Linked DNA regions of Anas platyrhynchos: region 1 is linked to region 2. A link is a contact called in public Hi-C data. All regions are on one chromosome and are shown on one strand. Each heading gives the region's core, a stretch centred on a gene start, on an enhancer-like site or on the middle of the called end of the contact. The rest is flanking DNA. Distances are from core to core; before and after follow the strand shown. Region 1 has its middle 14 kb from the start of NFILZ. Region 2 holds the start of AMH (anti-Mullerian hormone).

Region 1 (5,901 bases), core at 1,792-4,291, 240 kb before region 2:
AGCTTATCTCTCACCATCTTCTGCTATCAGAAAGCCACACAGCATCTCACAAGTGTACCTTGTCCAGGAGGTAAAATAAACAGCTACAGCCCTGGCCAGGGCACAGCCCTTATCTAAACCTTAATGGGAGGTGCGTTTGTTCTGAATGCAACTGTTCTGGGGAGCATTCAGGTATGGGGCCTAAACCACCCTCTCCATATAGCCTGCTTAAGCCATCAGAGAATGTAGGTCTGATGAAAAATAAAAATTATCTGATGAAAAATAAAATTAATCATTCCCCTCTCCTTGTCTAAGCTACAGCCTCCAGTGACAGCAGCTATTTACCCATCAAGGCATTTTCTTTCTCAAGCCCATTAGCTTGCCCTGTATGCTTGAGAACTCTGGACGACTTCTCTTTACTAACAGAGGGTAAAATAGAGGCATCAGAAGAGAAAGTGGCTTGGTCTTGGTCGTGTTTGTACAGTGAGTTAGTGGCAGAGGTAGGAAAGAAATTACCTCCTATGTCATGTTTTCCTTCCAGAGAAAGTGGCTGTTTTGCTGGAAAAAAAGGTTTGATGTGCTGTGGGTGTGCTCTGTCTGTTCCAAGAGCATCGCAAAGCGTCAGGACTTGCTGTGGGGGAAAAAGGGAGTGAGATGAGCAGGACCTGTGGTCAGAGGACTTTGTGACTCAGCTCTTTCTGTGACTCATCCTTTTGGCATGCACAGGGTCTGACAGTTCCTGGGGGAATCCGCTGTGACTTCAGGCACTGCCTTCCTTCTGGGCACCAGAAGTGCCAGCAGGCTCAGTAGGATCCAGGCACAGCGCACTTACCCTGCAGCCATGGACAGCCGCTCTTCTTCCCCACCCACAGCATGGATACATCCAGCTCCGTCCTCTCTCCTCGCCCACTGCAGGCAGGTCCAAATACTGAAACAGTCTGCAGGACATTCCAGGCAGTTCACTGACGAATCTCAGAGGCACTGGTTGTTTGAGCAAGAGTCGCTGATAAGATAATGACAGAGGCTGCAGTTAGCACAGAATGAGTTCAGTGCTCTGTGGTCAATTCTGTTCTATTAATTCCCTCAAATCCTCTCTTTTCTTGCACACTTTTTTCTCCTTTACTCCTACTCTTAGTCACCATTATTTTCCTAGGTTTTACATAAATGTTAAAGCTCTTCTAACTTACACATTCTCCATCTTGCAAGGGAAAAGCTGAACATCTAACTTTAACACCCACAGTGATAACAGGGGACATGAGAAACTATCAGTAGTCCCGTCTGATCAACACTATGTAACAATCTATCAGATTGCCAATGCAGATCTATCACATTCCAACCTATCTTATCACCAGCAAGCCTATCTTATCACCAGTACATGACTATTTATCAATTGCACCATGATATCACAAGCGCACACTCACCTTTCTATCTCTTTCAGCTACATAGGCATTTTCATTTTGTTCAGTAGCATAGCAGCTATGTGACTAACACAGCTGTGTGCTCATCGACCTTTCTGTCTCACCCCTCAGTAATTTACTGAACCAAGGCAAAATATATATTCGAAGCCAGGGTTCTTTCCCATCTCTCCCCAAGAAGTGCTGTCAGTGTGTCTGCTCAGGGCACAGTTCAGCATTGCCTGGGGCTGTCCCCTCTGTTGTGAGCTTGGCCAGCAGTGAAATTCTTTGGGTTTGGCTGCTTTCTGCCCACACAAAGCAGCTGCAGGCATTTCTGTATAGCACAAATGGCTGAACCAGAAACACTGCACAGAGAGGGGAGCAGCCCTGGGAAGAGCACCGTGGCAGCTGCCTCTGTGCTGCCCTTGCTGAGCTGCATGACTGAAGCACTCGGATTTGATCCAGTTTGGGGGAAATTGCAGTTTGTTTTTGCAAGATCTCAGCCCTTCTGGATGGCTCTGGCTGTTGGCAATTTGGAGACACTGCAAGGGCACGGGCCTACTCACCCTCATCACCCTCCTTGTTCCAAAATGTCTGGCAGCCATGAAGTTACAGAATGCTTTTGTTCTGCCCTGGTAAAATACATCTTGGAATGATGGATTTCTCACTAAAAGTCAGGTGAATGACTGCTCCTACACTCTCCCCTTCCCTCCCTCCCTGGTAGGAAATCCACTTGTTTCTAGTTACAGCAGAGGCAAGTGAAACAAAGGAAGGATATGTCTTGCCAGTGTTTGCACAGGGGCCCATAAGGAAAGCTCCCATCCACCTTGTCTGTTTTCACACTTTCATCTCCAGATGATGTCTTCTTTTTATGATCAAAGGCCTTCTTGGTTCAGAGACACTGAACAATCCCCAGCACAGAGTACCATCACATGCATCAATACACAGTAGAACAGAAGTAGCTAACCTGTTGCACATGAAGAAAAAAGGATGTGCAAAGCGCTGAAAAATGCAAAACTAAATGAAAATTATCTTCTTCACTGACAAGAGGAATGCAAGTGATGGGGCTGGCATTCTGTTTTAGGTATTAACAATGTGTCCAAGTCCTCAGGAAAAGAAACTATATTTTTACAGCAGGACGAAATTACTTATTTTGCTGTCAAGGAATCTGGTAGGACAGGTAAGACCTGGACTGTCAAAGGGTATTGTCTTTGTTTTGCCTCTAATTTTTTTAATGTTAACTTGGTTTTGCCTGTCAGATAGAAGTCAGATAGACTGCTGGCAGGGCAATCTGTAAACACATCTTCATGGGTGTTTTTTTTGATCAGTAAGAGGAATCTTTGAAAACAAGTGAGGTGCTGGTGCTGCCTGAGAGGCTGTTGGGGAGCGGTAGGAAATTCAGCATTGCTCATCTTCTGGCTTCATACGATCCCACGCAGGACGGGAGCACGCCTACAGTGTGCAGATACGCAGTGGGACGCTGCCTGCCTGGCTGAAGGAAGCAGCAGCACAGAGCCAGGCAGCGTAGGGGCATGAGGCACTCTCCATGTCATGAACAGAGGTTATTTTCATCCCTCTGCCAGAAAACAGCACAAGCAGTGACAGGTGGTTTTGGCAGCTAATTCTCTGGGCAGCCTGTAGTGGCCTTACGCGACTGGCTTTGGTCAGTGTAAGATGTTGTGCTGTTTGATTTCTGCAGGCAGATCAGGCTGCAGTGGCTGGCATTTCCACTGCTGCTCACAAGGTCTCTTTGAGGCTGCTGCTCTGCTGGGATGGCAGTTTCAGGGCCTGCTTCACAAAGCCTGGAGGACTTACGGGCACCAAGAAATCTGACTCTTGATCTGAGGTCTGCTTAGTTCCCATTCTCCCTGTCCTCAACTCGCAGACCCTCCCTGTCTGTGACCTCTGCACCCTGCTTCCACTTGTAGCTCTGGGACAGGCTGAAGCTGCCTTGCACAGAACAAAGAAATCATGGTTCAGAGAAAATAAGGTGTTGAAAGGTTAAATAACAGAATTCTTTGTTAAATACATTTTCCATTTAAATTAATCAATTAAGTACCCAGCCAGTTTGTAGTTGCCATTGCTGAAAAGGGACTGCTTATCTTCTTTGGTAGCCTGGCTGGGGCATAGGGCTGTCTGCTGCATTGTCTGGACAACAGAAGAAAAATAGCACCAGAGGGGAGCTGGGAGCTTTAAAAAATAAAATGGTATTTGATCCTGACCCATTTCTGTCCCCTCCCACTTCCTTTTTTTTTTTTTTTTTTTTTTTTTTTTTTTTTTTTTTTATCAGGTTTTGTCAAAAACGTTGAAAGAGGATAAAATATAGGTTCGCCTGCACTCTCTGTGTAGGTCCATTCAGCACATCCCAGCTGTGTGAAGGCCAACAAGGGCAGTACTCTCTGGAAAACCTGATGGTGGTGGCAGAAAAATGAGAGCTGCTGAGGGAAGCTGTGTGCTGGCCTCCATGGGATGCAGATCTCTTCTTCTCTGTGATGCCTGCCCTAGGTCAAAGCCTGAGCACCTTGTGGCCTGAGGGACTGCAGCTAGATGAGGCTGTGCTGTGGCCCCTTTTCGAGAACAAAACCACCCACTGCAGGCCCAGCAGCTTGGCTTCTGCTATTATTCACAGCCTTCTAATAAACTAATCGAAGTGGTTGTGTTCTGTCCTCCCAAACACTCCTGCACTCTTCCTAAAGCTTGTGCTTTGTGCTCTGTCTAAAGTCTGTAAGTGCAGAGCAATTTTAATGCAGTGACCCAAGTGTGACTGCCATGGTCAAACCGCAGGTGGCAGTTGTGAGCAGGCAGTGCAAAACGGGGAAGAAAAAACACATCCCCTGCTGTGTTTTCAGAGTTTGATCCTGGAGCTGGAAATCATATTACCAGCAGAAACAAATGGACACCACCTTCTAGTGCATAAAACGTGTGCTCCTGACAATAAGTCTGAAAGGTGAAATAAGGCATGGCCATTTTCAGTGGGATGAAAAATCAAAAAAAAAACAAACAAAAAAAAACAAGGAAGGAATCAAAAGAGACTTTCAAAATCAAAATCCCTGACTCAGGGAGTTGAAGAGTGTGTGGTCACAGAGCCGCACCCATGCAGGCAGCGCTACAAAAACCGGCACCTAACCAGTGTCTTGGCGTCCACCGGGCAGGTGGCCGGGAAATCTTGTGGCCACAGAGCCAGAAAGCCCCGAGTAGATGGGTAAGCTGGCATAAGTCAAGGCAGTTTCGGCCCGTCAGACAGCCTGCACAAAGCTTGCTTTGTTTCCACCAAAAGCTTTGATGGAATCAAAACCTTTCCACAGAACATTTCAATTCAGTCTAATCAGCATTTTCAGATGGAAAACTCTTCTGTAGGAAAATTTCCTTCCAACTCAAGTCATTTACTCCCGAGGCAAAAGAGTATAATGTGGGTGTAAAGCATGGTCATGTCAGAGATATAGCAGTTGCCACATCCTTTGGCATGGTGTAAATAGGGATGTGGTAACAGACAATGGAGAATCATCTTCATCCCCAGATCTACAGCATCAGCGTGCCGTGCCATTCTCAACAAACATAAGAAACTGATTTTAGCTTTGCATAAGGGAATTTTGGGAAACAAGCAGGAATGACAATCAGTCAAGAACCCTGGACCTAAAGTGAGTAGGAAATCCTCACTAGGCATAGAGAAATATGTGGACATCTACCTCTGCCTATTAAGGCTCTCTCTGTCTTTTTTTGTTCCCCAGTGCTTTCAGTGCTTTCCAGAAATGCACAGTTAACCAAATTCTTTGTGAATTTGCCTCAGTCATTTGCAGTTTGAACACAGTACATTCTGTTGTAGCAGGTCTTACTGAAAACAATGATTTTATTTGCAAGCAAGAAGCACAGCAAGTACATAGGTGGGAAATGCCAGCAAGGGCAGGCTCTAACAGGAAAGGCTCATAAACAAACTGACCTAACTAATGGTTTACAGCAAGGATCACAGGCTTGGTTCTTTCTCAGCTCTGATAGCAGGTTTAAGCATAACACCTCCATCAGCACAACTGTTCAATAATGTTACAGTCTTCACCAATCTATGTCCAAACGTGTATAAAAATACATTGTGTAAAGATTTCATAAACTAGGATGCTTTGGTACCCCTCCTGTGCATGTTCTTATATTACACAGACTCTATGGTAAGGGTAATAAAATGATTTATTGTGTGTGTCTATGCAAACCTTACCTTCAAAAATGAAAATGAATATTTGTGTCAATAACTACAGGAATCACAAAATATACTGTCTTGTTACAGACACTTTGATATAACATTTAACTAGGAGATACACAAACACTTTAAAAAAGAAAACCAATAGGTTATGGAAAAAAAAGTTGCAATGATTAGTAGAAGATAAACCATATCGTACAATCAGTGGAAAAGGTGCTTTGTGTGTTTGTGCTTCAACTGATACAAAGTGAAACAAGGATGGAAAAAGTGTTCTATGGACTGTAAATTGGTTAAAAACCAGACACAGAAAGATAGATATTGGATCATGCTAGCACTTTTCTA
Region 2 (5,490 bases), core at 2,753-5,252:
GATGCCCTGCACGTCCCGTACCCAGCCCAAACCCCGCTGAGGGTCAGAACCAGACCGCAGCCTGAGCCTCTGGGCACCTCGGACATCCCCAGCCTCTGCAGATGGAGCAGGGAAGCACCAGGAGGCTGGCAGCCCTCCAGGGAGCAGCACGGCTGCAAACCCAGAACCAGAACAACGCTAGCAAGTGGGAAAAGACGTGCGGAGGAGTGCTCACGTCTCGGCGAGAAGCAAAGCTGCAGGGGCGCTCCAGGGCTATGGGCAGGAGCCTCTACCGACAGCCGCACTCCTCTGCCACCATGTTGGGGAACTTGCGCACCTCCAGCCCCTGGCTGGACACACTGATGATGAGCTGGTCCGAGTAGCGGACGGGCACGCAGCAGGGAGCGCGCTGCAGGGGCGAGCCCCGCTCCTGCATGCCCAGCAGCAGCACCGTGTGCGAGTAGTAGCTGGGGACACGTGTGGAGAGGGGCAGCTTGCAGGGACCCTCGCAGTTGTTGGCCGCGTACACGGTGGGCATGACGATGAACTTGCGGTCGTGCAGGTCGATGGTCAGCTCCTGCAGCCGGCAGTGGGCCTGGTGCCGGGCGCTGCGGTTTTGTCGCAGGACTTTCCTCCGCTCCTGCCAGTGCACCCGCACCGTCTGCAGCGCCTTCAGCAGCAGCAGCGCGTGCAGCTTCCCAGAGCCAGGCGGCCGCTCACCCGCGCTGCCCGTGCCTGGCCCTGGCGGGTAGTAGCAGAAGCTCAGGAGGTGCTGGAAAAGCCCCATGTTGGCTTGGAACGCCGGGATGTCCCTCAGCTCCTGGATCACTGCCTGCAGCTTGCCCAGCAGCAGCTGCAGCACGGTCCCCTCTGGCTGCCAGTCCCCGAAATGCTGCTCCAGCCCGGCGCTGCCCTCCTGGGGGAAAAGCAGCACCGAGGGCTCCTCCGACTGCACCAGCCGCTCCAGCGCTGCCGTCTCAGACAGGTTGAGCAGCTGGTGAGGGAGCGTCTCCATCATCTGGAAGTCCAGCCAGTGGTGGGAGCTGGGCTGGGTGGGCGGTTCACTGGAGGGGCTCAGCACCCGGCGGATGAAGCGGGTCAGCATGCCCAGGAACTGCCCGCTATCCCTGGGGGCCAGGGATGAGATGTTGGCCTGGCTGGGGGCAGTGGAGGGTAGCAGTTCCACGGTCTCATGCTGGGGTGGGCTGCAAAGAGAGCACAGAGAGGGTCACAGGGGCCCCTTGCACCCTTGGAGGTGATGGGCTGGGCCACAGCACCTCTGCCCCACCCAGGTGTGCCCCACATTTTCCCAGCCTTGATCCCCACGGGTGGGACAGAGGGGCTTTTCCCCTACCCCCCCCCCTCGCACCCCGTGTTTTTCTGTGGCTGTGATGAAAGGCACAGACCTGAGCTGTGGGTATGGAGCCACGTCCACCACTCCATCAGCGGAGAGGTAGGAGGAAGAGGCCAAAGCATCGTGCCCCCGCCAGGACTTCGCCAGCAGGAGCAGCACAGGTGTCATCCTGGTGAAGCATTTGTCGTCCGAGCCGAAGAGGAGCTGCTGGGTCTCCGTGGGGGGCAGCAGGGCACCTGTAGGTGGGGACAGTGCAGCAGCCAGGTCCCCAGTGCCCGGCCAGGGCACAGGGGCCATCAGCACCTCTGTCCCCTGCTGCCACAGTCCCCACCTCCATCACCGCGATGTCTGATGGCCAGGGTCACCTGGAAGCTGAGCTCCTCGCTGGTGTGGGTCACGGATGCTACCGAGGCTCCAAGGACCAGGTACTGGGTGTCCCTAGTGAGGCAGAGGCTCTGCAGGGAGGCAGAAGTCACAGGAGCCCCTGAGAACCTGGGGGAGGCATGACGGGGGGGCAGCACTAACACCAGACCCCGTTATGATCCCTGCTTTCTGGATGCCCAGGGCCAAGGTATGGACACTAAGGCAGCCCAGAGAGCAGCCAGGGGAGCAGCACTGGGTGGGCTCACCTCACACTGGAGGATTTGCTGGCCCTAAAACCAGCCAGGCTGGAGAGTGCTGGGAGGGGAGGGAGCCGTGCATGGGGGGCCGCTGTGCACCCCAAGGTGCCGTCCCTTTGTCCCCGCCAGCAGCTTGGGGACAGGGTAACAGCACCATCTTCAGGCACGGCTCGGCCCCGCCAGCCCCAGGGGAAGGGAAGGGAAGGGAAGGGAAGGGAAGGGAAGGGAAGGGAAGGGAAGGGAAGGGAAGGGAAGGGAAGGGAAGGGAAGGGAAGGGAAGGGAAGGGAAGGGAAGGGAAGGGAAGGGAAGGGAAGGGAAGGGAAGGGAAGGGAAGGGAAGGGAAGGGAAGGGAAGGGAAGGGAAGGGAAGGGAAGGGAAGGGAAGGGAAGGGAAGGGAAGGGAAGGGAAGGGAAGGGAAGGGAAGGGAAGGGAAGGGAAGGGAAGGGAAGGGAAGGGAAGGGAAGGGAAGGGAAGGGGTTGACAGATGGTGAGATGGGATGGAAAATGTGCTGGGAAGGAATGGGGAAAGCCCTGGGAGGGGATGGGGAAAGTGCAGGGAAGGGATGGGGAAGGCGCTGGGCCAGCAGAGCAAGACACCCCCTCTCCCACCTTCCCTGCTGGCACCAGGCCCCGCGGGGCTCGGCACGGCCACCCACCTGCTCCTGCGCCAGCCCTGTGCCCGTGGCCAGCAGCTCCTCGTGGCTCCCAGCGCCTCTCCCTGCTCGGCTGCCCAGGTAGAAGAGCAGCAGGGCAAACTGCAGCTCACCCAGTGACCGCCCCACCTCCGCCTGGAAAGCCAGCTTAAACCACAGCCTTGCCTGGGCTTCCCACTTCACTGCAAAGGAAAACAAAAAGGGGGTGAAACAACCTGTGGGCACGCAGTGCACTGGGCGGGGAGCGGGCGAGGAAGGGGCTTTGGGGCCGGGCACTGCTCCTGCAGGGCACTCAGAGCACCAGGAACAGGAGCTGGAGGGTGGAAGGATGCTGCAAATTGCTTGTGCTTTAGATGACTGAAAGCAGCAAGGCCCCCTTGCTGTGGACCCTCCGAGGACCACTCAGGTCTACTTGTCTGTCTCTTCTCTTTTCCCTGTCAGACAGAATTGGTACTGGGTCTGAATCCCAGTGATCAAGACAGAAAGAGAGGAACACTCCTATAACCAAAATGATCACGAGCAGTACAGAAGCCACCAATGCTGTGGCACTGGGGCATCAGTCACAAGCGAGGACTCATTGATGCATACAAGCTGTCATCTCCATGAAAGACACAGCTTCTTAAATAGAATATGGGAAGACATCCTATTTTACTGCTTAACTAATTTTAAGGCACATCCAGCCCTGCAAATTTAATTCTTCATTGGCATCTCTGACTTAGGCCCAGAAGTAGCATTTGCCTACCTGAGCACTGTCCCAGCCCGGGTTTGGCACTTACCTTCCTCCAGGCGCAGGACGAGGAACCGGTCCTGCCCCGGCTCCGCCAGGTGCTCCTGGATACGCTGCAGGGGCCGGAGCGCAGCACCCGTGTCCTCTGACGGGCACAGCCCAAAGGTTGTGAGGTCGCTCCGGTCCCAGCCAGTGCGCTGCCTCAGCCGCTTGATGAAGCCGCTTTCATAGTGGGTGAGAACACCCATGACTTCCAGGTGGCTCGGCGGGACCCCGTCCTGGTCCTGGTCCATCTTCATCCTGCACACCGGGCCCTCCAGCCCCCCCAGAGGCCAGGGGTGGAGGCTGGAGCCAGCCCAGCCGATGCCCCCATCCGCAGGCATCCCCTGCAGGCACCCTGCTGCTGGCTCTGTCTTGGAGAAGAGGCGAGTAGCAGCGGTCCTCTTCGATCTCACCAATGAGCTGGGTCCCGCTCTGGCCTGCACGCTTGCATTTTCTCTTTTTCTCTCTTCTGCTTCAAGTCCCAGCTCCTCCGAGAGGCTCAGCTCCGGTGTGCCAGCAGGGAAGACCCTTTCCCCTGGGCTCCCTTTTCTTGGCAGCGCTGCAGAGGGGAGCAACAGCGCCAGGCACGGCAAAAGTACCCCAAGAGCAGGCTTCATGTTCCTGCTTCAGCTATGCCAAACGCAGTCGTTTGAGCCGCTCAAACGCATCTCCCAAAACATTTGTGCGGAAGGGGAGGACGGCATCTCCCTTTTAAAAGCTGATGGCCTTGAGTTGACAATGCACAACACACCTCCCTTGAGAAACTCGGATACTGTCATGCTGGAAAGGAGGGAGGGATATTTCAAAGAAACTTTTCTGTTCTATTTTTGGGTTTGCATCCAGTATTGAAATTGTAAAAAAAAAAATAATAAATTAAAGCTGTTTCTCCTACTTGTAGGGATGCACGTCCTTGACTTCAGATGTTTTTTAAAGGAGGGTAGAAGTCTAGACTTGAATCTGCATGGGGACTGGCACATACTACTCCTGTTGGCAGTGAAACACCAGGAGGCAAGAATTGGCTAGACTTGGAGGAAGGGGATAAAGACAGATAATGGGAAGAAACTAAGTAAATGTATAGAAAGCTCCCTCTTTGCTGGAAAGCCTCCCCCTTGGCTGGTACCTCCTGTACCGTGGTGTAGGGGCCGCCTTGCAGAGGCTCTTAACACATCTGAGCACTGGGTTGCATCTCAAAGCTCCCAGGACGTGTGAGGGAGAATCTCACAGGGTGCAGCAGCAGCCCAGTGAATTTTAATACTGCAGGCTTTAATAGATCAGGTCTTGGAAAGTCTCATAATGCCTGTGTTATAAAGACTTCTGTTTGATACCAGTGCTCACTTGGAATTACTAATACCACCTAACACATTCCAAATAAACCTCCGCCCTCCCAGAGGTTATCTCCTCAGCCACAATGTACCTGCAAAACATTCCCAACACAGTCAGACCTTTCTCTGGGCTCTCAGGACTGCTGCAGTTTGAAGCTTGGGATATTGCTCCAGCACATCATTAGTGGGCTGACCCTGACTGACTGCACGCCCGAGCCAGACAGGGACAAAGGGCAACAGACCAAAGGCCTTGTGAGCACAGACCTCTCTTCTATGGGAGCAGAGACAAAGGACAGGAACCTGGCAGAGAGAAGGCTCACACAAGTCATCCCAGGCACTGGGCCAGCTCAGATTGAGAAAAAGTGCTCCCGGCGCTGCAATAAAGCAGGTGGAAGCTGGACACGCTCTGCCTGGCTCTCATGTCTGCCGGGCACACAGTAGGATCTGCATCCGGCCAGCAGAAGAGGCGAAGACCTGGCCTCCTTCCACCCATCAGGCACACAGCAGGTGCAGGACACGAGCTCAGCCTCCCCGGGCAGCCTGTGGAAAGAGACGGGCACCGACAGAGCCAACACAAGCCTGGTGCTCTCACCCTGCACCCGCCGAGGCCCTGCTATCACCCGCCTGCTGGAACGCCCGTCTGGGGAAGGGAATCCTGCAAAGGACAGAGAGGAGAAAGCTTAGAGCATTTTCTGTTTTTAATCTGAACCGAGTGATTGCTTGAAGGAAACATGTAGTATAAATAAAACCACAGAGGAAATAAAAGCTTGCCAAAATTAATCTGCTAGTGGG

The links. A called contact is a pair of places that touch in the nucleus more often than the background predicts.
Region 1: a Hi-C map of skeletal muscle shows a contact between it and region 2, with 3 times the contacts expected there. The contact joins the enhancer-like site here to the promoter of AMH in region 2. A contact is called at or near these places in 2 of 8 Hi-C or Micro-C datasets (skeletal muscle and subcutaneous adipose tissue).

What each region holds. Positions count from the first base shown.
Region 1 is chr29:5,380,426-5,386,326 of IASCAAS_PekinDuck_T2T, reverse strand. No RefSeq gene overlaps it. Among named protein-coding and RNA genes, the nearest start is that of NFILZ, 14 kb to the right of the region's middle. Within about 2 kb of position 3,041, at least 3 of the 8 cell types and tissues checked have an H3K27ac peak or open chromatin away from gene starts, as enhancers often do.
Region 2 is chr29:5,142,361-5,147,850 of IASCAAS_PekinDuck_T2T, reverse strand. It overlaps AMH (anti-Mullerian hormone), which reads right to left and starts at 4,002. Exons shown (of 5, transcript NM_001310362.1): 1 at 3,384-4,002; 2 at 2,611-2,789; 3 at 1,665-1,788; 4 at 1,386-1,569; 5 at 1-1,184. The coding sequence starts at 3,993. The coding sequence ends at 269.